Linked DNA regions of Mus musculus: region 2 is linked to region 1. A link is a contact called in public HiChIP or PLAC-seq data. All regions are on one chromosome and are shown on one strand. The core of a region is the stretch at or near the end of the contact, and the rest is flanking DNA. Distances in the headings are between cores, read along the strand shown.

Evidence for each region. HiChIP or PLAC-seq counts read pairs in DNA pulled down with a chosen protein or histone mark.
Region 2: an H3K4me3 HiChIP or PLAC-seq map of stem cell-derived neural progenitor cells shows a contact between it and region 1, with 22 read pairs. The contact joins the enhancer-like site here to the promoter of Agtr1a in region 1. A contact is called at or near these places in 12 of 39 promoter capture datasets (the 3T3-L1 cell line, cranial neural crest, embryonic stem cells and 7 more), 1 of 484 Hi-C or Micro-C datasets (liver), 4 of 115 datasets of contacts at active chromatin or transcription factors (cardiomyocytes, embryonic limb bud, fibro-adipogenic progenitors and 1 more) and 1 of 9 other capture datasets (adipose tissue).

Annotation. Positions count from the first base shown.
Region 1 is chr13:30,334,527-30,337,955 of GRCm38.p6, reverse strand. Agtr1a (angiotensin II receptor, type 1a) reads right to left here and starts at 1,600. Exons shown (of 3, transcript NM_177322.3): 1 at 1,367-1,600.
Region 2 is chr13:30,510,968-30,514,396 of GRCm38.p6, reverse strand. No RefSeq gene overlaps it. Among named protein-coding and RNA genes, the nearest start is that of Uqcrfs1, 33 kb to the left of the region's middle. Within about 2 kb of position 1,841, at least 4 of the 459 cell types and tissues checked have an H3K27ac peak or open chromatin away from gene starts, as enhancers often do.

The DNA of each region.
Region 1 (3,429 bases), core at 351-2,850:
GAGGGTTCCTGGGCATTAGCAGGAAATTGATGGAGAAGTGACCGTCCAAGTGGGGCCTTAATGGCTCCAAAAAGACTTCCGAGATAAGCAAACAGGACAGGTAGTGTTTGTTTGTTTGTGGTTAAACCAAGGAGATAAAACACTAAAACAAGCTTCTTGGAGTCCTTATATTTGTAAAGTGGGTTAAGGCTTTTGCTTAGGGGCAATAAATACAGGGACTCGGTGGCGGTAACTCTCAAGAAAATCGCTTTAGGAATGAAGTACCTTGAAAAGGGAAACAATGATTACTGACTGCAGAGAGCAGGCTGTGAGGCTGCTCTCTCTCTCTCTCTCTCTCTCTCTCTCTCTCTCTCTCTCTCTCTTTTCCTGGAACGACACAGGAGGAAATTAATGTTGTCGACTTCCAAATGAGACCTCAGGGCACACAGAGTGCCCAAATTTTCCTGAAAAAAAAAAAAAAAAAAAAAAAGACGTCTCCCTGGAGTTGATGGTGGGTCTTTATGCTTAAGGACATGGGCAAACATGGACACCCGTAGCCTATTCTCCTGTGCTTAACCAAAGACAGGGAGCAGGTGAAGTCTTGAGCAGGATTGGCTTAAATTTTCTGGAGACCACCATAGTCTGAGGTTGCGGAGACACTGGCCTAAAGGTTTCTCAAGAAAGTGAAATGAGGTAGAAGAGTGGAGAGCCCTGCTCTCGCTCGCTCGCTTCAGTACTGAATCGGAGCCACTGAAATCCAGTGAGGACTACAGGCCAAGACAGCCTGCTGAGATGCAGCCACCAGCTTCTCCCCACTTCTGACTGAAGTATCAAAGCTTGGCTGGGAACACCTGTGGTTATGGCGTTTGGCCCCACTACCATCTATGTGATACTGATGATCCACTAGTAGAACCCGCACTGAGAAGAAGGAGAGAAGGCAGTGCAGGGTCATTGGCAAACAAAGGTGAGGCTGGGGACAATCTTAACTTAAGCTCAAAGTAGCACAACTTCAGATTTTGGCCCCGCGGTCATACAGGCTACGGTTAAATTCAGGTCACAGCTAAAATACAACAGTTATTTAAAAGCACGGCGGAAAACTGACTTGCTTGCCTCACATTTCTGTAGATTTCTAGCCTGTACTCGAAGAGTTTGATCAAAACATTATGACTCCTTTGGACCACGCTGCAAACGAGCGCACTTTCCTCCCACCTGATCCGGTGAAGGGCAGCCCCCTCCAGGCTCATTCCGCTGGCCGGGAGTGAGCTCGCTCCCCTGGGTCCCCCGGGTCCTCCGTGCCCAGTACTCTAGATTCAGATGTGGTGACAAGGAACCTACCCACTCCCGCCCCTGATCACCACGCTGGCGGGACGCCTGGGCTAGGACTCACCCGGGAGAGCAGCAGAGCTGGGAGAGCCGCAGAGCTGGTACTGGCTTCAGCCACCCCAGCGACCCACCCCAGCGACCCGTGGACCAGGACTCAAGCCTCGAGTCCTCTCCGGCCAGACAGCATCATCCAGTCCCTCCCAACTGCCTGGCGATCAGCAGCGAGGCACTTCCATATTTATAGCCTAGGGGGACGTTGCTACTCCGCAGGTTCCAACCCTAAGGCTTTGCACTCCTCCCTCGCCCCGCCCCGCCCCGCCCCGCCCCGAGACCCTCTGTCCAACCCTCTCCCTCTCCAGTTTCTGACGGAGTCTTCCCTGCTGCCAGTCACCGATGTGCCCTTCCAGATCCAAGCTCAGCTGGTCCTGAATCCCACATCCCAGCCTGAAGTGTTGAAGATGGAGGGAGGTGGGCGTAAGGCCACATGAACTGACTCCAAGATAAATGCTTCACTTAGAAAGAAGAAAAAAAAAATCTTGGAAAAATTTTAAGGATGAATTAAGGAACTCCCTTTCTTCGCTGTGGCTGACTCAAAATTTGAGGCCTGTGCTGTGGATTACATATGGCATGGATTAATTTCAGAGTTGTAAAATAAAAGATTATCAGTTCCTCCTAGTTTACACGTGGCTCAAGCTGCATTTATTTTAAAATAAAAACAGACTGCCAAAAAAATAGCACAAAATATTTGAGAACAAAATGAACTCAATTCTAAATTAGAAAGAAAGAAAGAAAGAAAAAAAGAAAGAAAGAAAGAAAGAAAGAAAGAAAGAAAGAAAGGAAGGAAGGAAGGAAGAAAGGAAGGAAGAAAAGAAAGAAAGAGAGAAAGGAAAGAAAGAGAGAAAGGAAAGGAGAGGAGAGGAGAGGAGAGGAGAGGAGAGGAGAGGAGAGGAGAGGAGAGGAAAGGAAAGGAAAGGAAAGGAAAGGAAAGGAAAGGAAAGGAAAGGAAAGGAAAGGAAAGGAAAGGAAAGGAAAGGGGAAATACATTCTGCAGTGTATCACGAGGCCAGAATTACTCTGATACCAAACTCAGGCAACACAGTACAAGCCAACTTCAGACTAACAGCTTCTATGGATGGAGATGCAAATCCTAATGAAGTGCTAGCGATTCAAATCCAGTGGAAAAATAAAGGTATTGAGACCATGATGTGCCCTGCTCTGAATTACTCGACATTGTGCAAAACAATGGCTTTCGACTGCAGAGTTTGTATTTTACAAGCAGCATTGACTCCACTTAAAGTGAAAATGCAGAAGTAGAATTCGCACCTTGATGTGCACATAAACATCATCTGCCTGTCACCAGCTACATGGCACAGATAGATTAACAATTTATTTCTTAAGGCAGAAAGCCCCCACCCCCACCCCACGCCCCATGCCCCGCTACTTAAAAAACAATCGAAGTAAATGGAGACTATAGCCACACACGCCGAGGTTAATATCAAATCTGGGAAACCAGGAGTGACAGCACACTGGACTGGCAAGACTGGAAAAGGGTGCAGCTCTCTCACCTGAGCCCCATGAAGAGAAGAAGCCCTAAGGCTTCAGGGGTAAGAAGCCCTATCTTTCCACCCTGTGTGCGTCACAGAGTGCCCAGCCCTCCTAGAGGCTTCAACTTAGCTCAGTCTCTGCTATGATGTGGCTGTTCTATTTGAAGTGACACATATGCCCACTTGTGTGTCTCTACCTGACATGAAACTGTCTCCAGGGCTGAGTCCTGCACTTGGCTGCTAAAGCCTCTGCCAGTGGCTCAGCTCAAACCTTGACTTTTAGCAGCAGACCTCCAGCAGCGGTTATCTCATTACCATAGAGGCCCCTTTTGACCCCTTTAGCTGCCTGCTTCTCAAGCATCTTTGCAATTCCCTGAGTCCTATTAGATACTCTTCAATGCTATGTAGCCGATGTCTAAATTACATATATGTGTGTGTATATATAGTGTGTGTATAGTGTGTGTGTGTGATGTATAGTGCATAATCTGAAAGTTAATGTTCATAGGTAAGATTGGAATAAAAGGGTCTGTGTTTCTGCATTTGCCTTGTCAGGTTATCAAGGAATTGGACACTCCTTAGCAAA
Region 2 (3,429 bases), core at 592-3,091, 180 kb before region 1:
TCAGCAATATAAAATTGTTATTAAAAGGCATAAAATGCATACAATCTCAGGAACTACTATTAGTGATAAGTTTACATAAAATAAATCTCAGAGTGGAATGGTCCTACCTTTAAGCCTCCTGAAATCACTGTGAATTAGTGGATAACTTAGGCCCAAATTCTAGCTAACATTATTAAATATCCAATGTTTTCTAAATTTCATTCCAGACATAGCTTCTATTTGCCTTATCTCTTTTTCTGGTAAATTTTTTTGTGTGAGTGAGTGTGTGTGTGTGTGTGTGTGTGTGTGTGTGTGTGTGCTTCTATAAACTCAGTCCAACTATCTAACAATGATGACCTTCTTGAATGCAGTACATAGTTCTCAAATCACAGGTCACAAATTGCTTGTAGCATTTGACCCATTGAAATCATTTTATTTTGACAGTTACCAGATCCTGGGATTTACATAAATGACCCATCATGACTGGTTCCAAGTGATTTCTCAAGGTCTGTGATGTATAGGTTTTGGATTGAATATGTAGCCATTTTGCATTTAGTTGGGAGAGCCCAAAGGACTATGGATGTAAGTCAGGTATAAGGTACCTTCTTTTCTAGAGAACGTATGTATCTGTGGGCCAATAACAAGCTCCGTGCACATTCTGTGCACATATAACACCTGTGCACATGTGTTATATGAAGAGTGAAAATGAGAAGGTAGTAGGAGTCCAAGTATATTAGCAATCAGCAATCAAATTAAATAAACAGCAGCGATATTAGCTTATTTTACAAAACTGGGCATTTCTCACAGAGAAAGGAAATCTAAACATCAAAATTCCAAGTTTATGCATAGCTAGCTAATAGGGCATGTAAACAGAAACAGATTAACAAAAAGTCCATTTCAGTTTATAAAATAAAGGATACATTAGAATTTGCATAGTATAAAAGGAGATTTCGTATTACAAGAAAAATAAGTTACTTTTTTACTCTTACAATCTTCTTGGAATTCAAGAAGTTTGAAGGAAGATGCCAATTCTATAAAAACTGCACTAATGAGTGAAATCTAGAAAGTGCTAACTCTGGATCCTGCCGTTAAGGAAGTGGCATGTATTTGGACAAGGGCTCAACCACTCAGCAAAGTACTTGACAATTCCAAGATAACCAAGAGACTGACAAAATTGGAGACTCAGTTTGTCCATGAGTCTATGCTATGTCTGTAAAAAGCTTTTTTATTTTGTCTTGTTTCTCAGTTAACAAAAATAAACCTGATCTGTGGCTTTAGATCTCATATTGATTCCCTGTTGTCCAATAACTCATCCATCCTCTGAAAGCTATTCTTTCCCATTTATTGAACTGAAACTATGTTTACACACGGTTCTCCCATGGGAAGTATCCTTAAATATTTGTACAGAATTCACAATCTGTCATATTTATTTCAAGATTTTTTTCCTAGTGATTATTTTCCAGAGATTATTTTAGGCTTTAGAAAATGACCTCGTGCCTTTGATCTCAGCAACTAGAGAGGCTCAATCAGGAGAGGGGTGAGTTTAGGGCAACCTGGGCTATGTAGAGAGTGAGACCCTGTGTTGGAAAAGTACTACACCTACTCCCTTTCCTTCAATAACAACAAAAAACCAACCACATAGGTTCTCATCACTTATTTCATTGCTAACATTCTGAGTTCTGATACAAAGACAGTTGTTTCTACTCCCTTTGTGTTTCTGACTTCACACTTGAAACAGCTTGGTCAGAAGAGAAGTCTTCATCTTGTTTGAGTGAGGAGGAGGACAAACTGGCTTTTGGAAGGGCGGCCATATTGAAGAGTTTGAGAATTGCCTTGTGTGTGGGAGACACTGAATGGGATGGGTGGGAGTTCTGGTTAAGGGTAGCTTACCCCCTAGTTACTACATCCTTAGCCAACAGGGAAATGCAAATTAAAAGTACTCTGAGATTTCATCCTACCCAAGTCAGATCAGCTAAGATAAAATAAACAACAAATGGCTGGGTAGAAGGGAAACCCTGTTACGGCTGATGGGAATGAAAACCACTGAAATCCGTGTAGAGGGCACTTGAAAATCCAGCTAGAACATTATTGGGCATATACCCAAAAGACATTAAGAATAATGAAACACACAGGTAAATGGATGAATCTGGAAGCAATTATCCTGAGTGAAGTAACCCAGACCCAGAAAGACAAGCGTAGCATTGTCTTCTCTCGTTTGTGGATGCTAGCTTTGAAAATGGAAATCATATCTTAAGAAAAAATTTAATTAAAAATATATCCCAGGACTGTACGGGAGCTTTTCTAAAACCCTGAGACTTGTAGAGAGTGTGGAGAAGGAAACAGGCATGCATTTGCATTTCCAAAACATGATCGCGCCGATCTTAATAGGACTGTATTGCACTGTGACATTTGTGTTTTCTCATATCTTAATTGTTTTTCTCTGAATTTCCTTTCATGTACAACTTTCCTTTATAATTTTAACTTTGGCCAAAGGAAAGACAGTGGTAAAGATTGGTGACCCCAGTTTACACAATTCCTGGATCACTAGGGTCTCCCCAGCTGTATCTCAGCTCCTCACTGCCTCTGAGCCTCAGTCAAGCGAGTGTGCGTCCCTGTCAACATTTTCTCATTTAGTCTGTTTGTGTTTGTAAGTACATGTTTTATTTGGGTTTTGGATTTGGCCTCTTATGATGTTTTTTGTAAGCAACAAGTGAAAAGGAAATAAGAACACTACTTTAAAATTAAACCTGGCTTAATAACTTAATTTTCTGAAAATTAAAAAAATCCCATGCACAGATGGTTTTTTTATATGTTCTGTCTAATCAAGAGTGTCTAAGCAAATGAGGCTGTCAAACTGGCTTTTAATGTTTCTTATTTAGCTTTTAGCCTGGATCCATCCGCAGTGTGTGTGTGTGTGTGTTTAGTTCAAACACATTAATAATAATCCTCGAGAATCACAAATAATGCTTCAGTGTCACATTAAGGAAATAAATCAAAGCATTTCTCCTTGGTATTATTTAATGAAGAACAAGCCAAGGCTTGAATTCTCTACTTTGTACTTCCTGTGTGCCTGTATTTCCCATCTTCTCTGTCTGTTGTATGAGTCTGAATCTGTGCCTGAATCAATCCCTGTGTCTGTGTCTATGCCTGTATATAGTAGTTTGAATAAGAACAGTCCCCATAGGCTCATATTTTGAATGTTAGGTTCCAAGTTGGTGCACTGTTCTGTAAGGATTAGGAGGTGTGGCCTTATTGGAAGAGATACGCCACTGTAGGTGGGCTTTAAGATTTCAAAAGGCCATTTCAGGTCTAGTCTCTCTCTGACTTCTGCCTACAGATCAGGATGTAGGCTCCAGCTACCGCTCTGGCTCCATACCTGTCCATCTGCCACCATGCTTCCTGAAAAAATAGTCATGGACTAGCCCTTTGAAACTGTAAGCAAACCCTCAG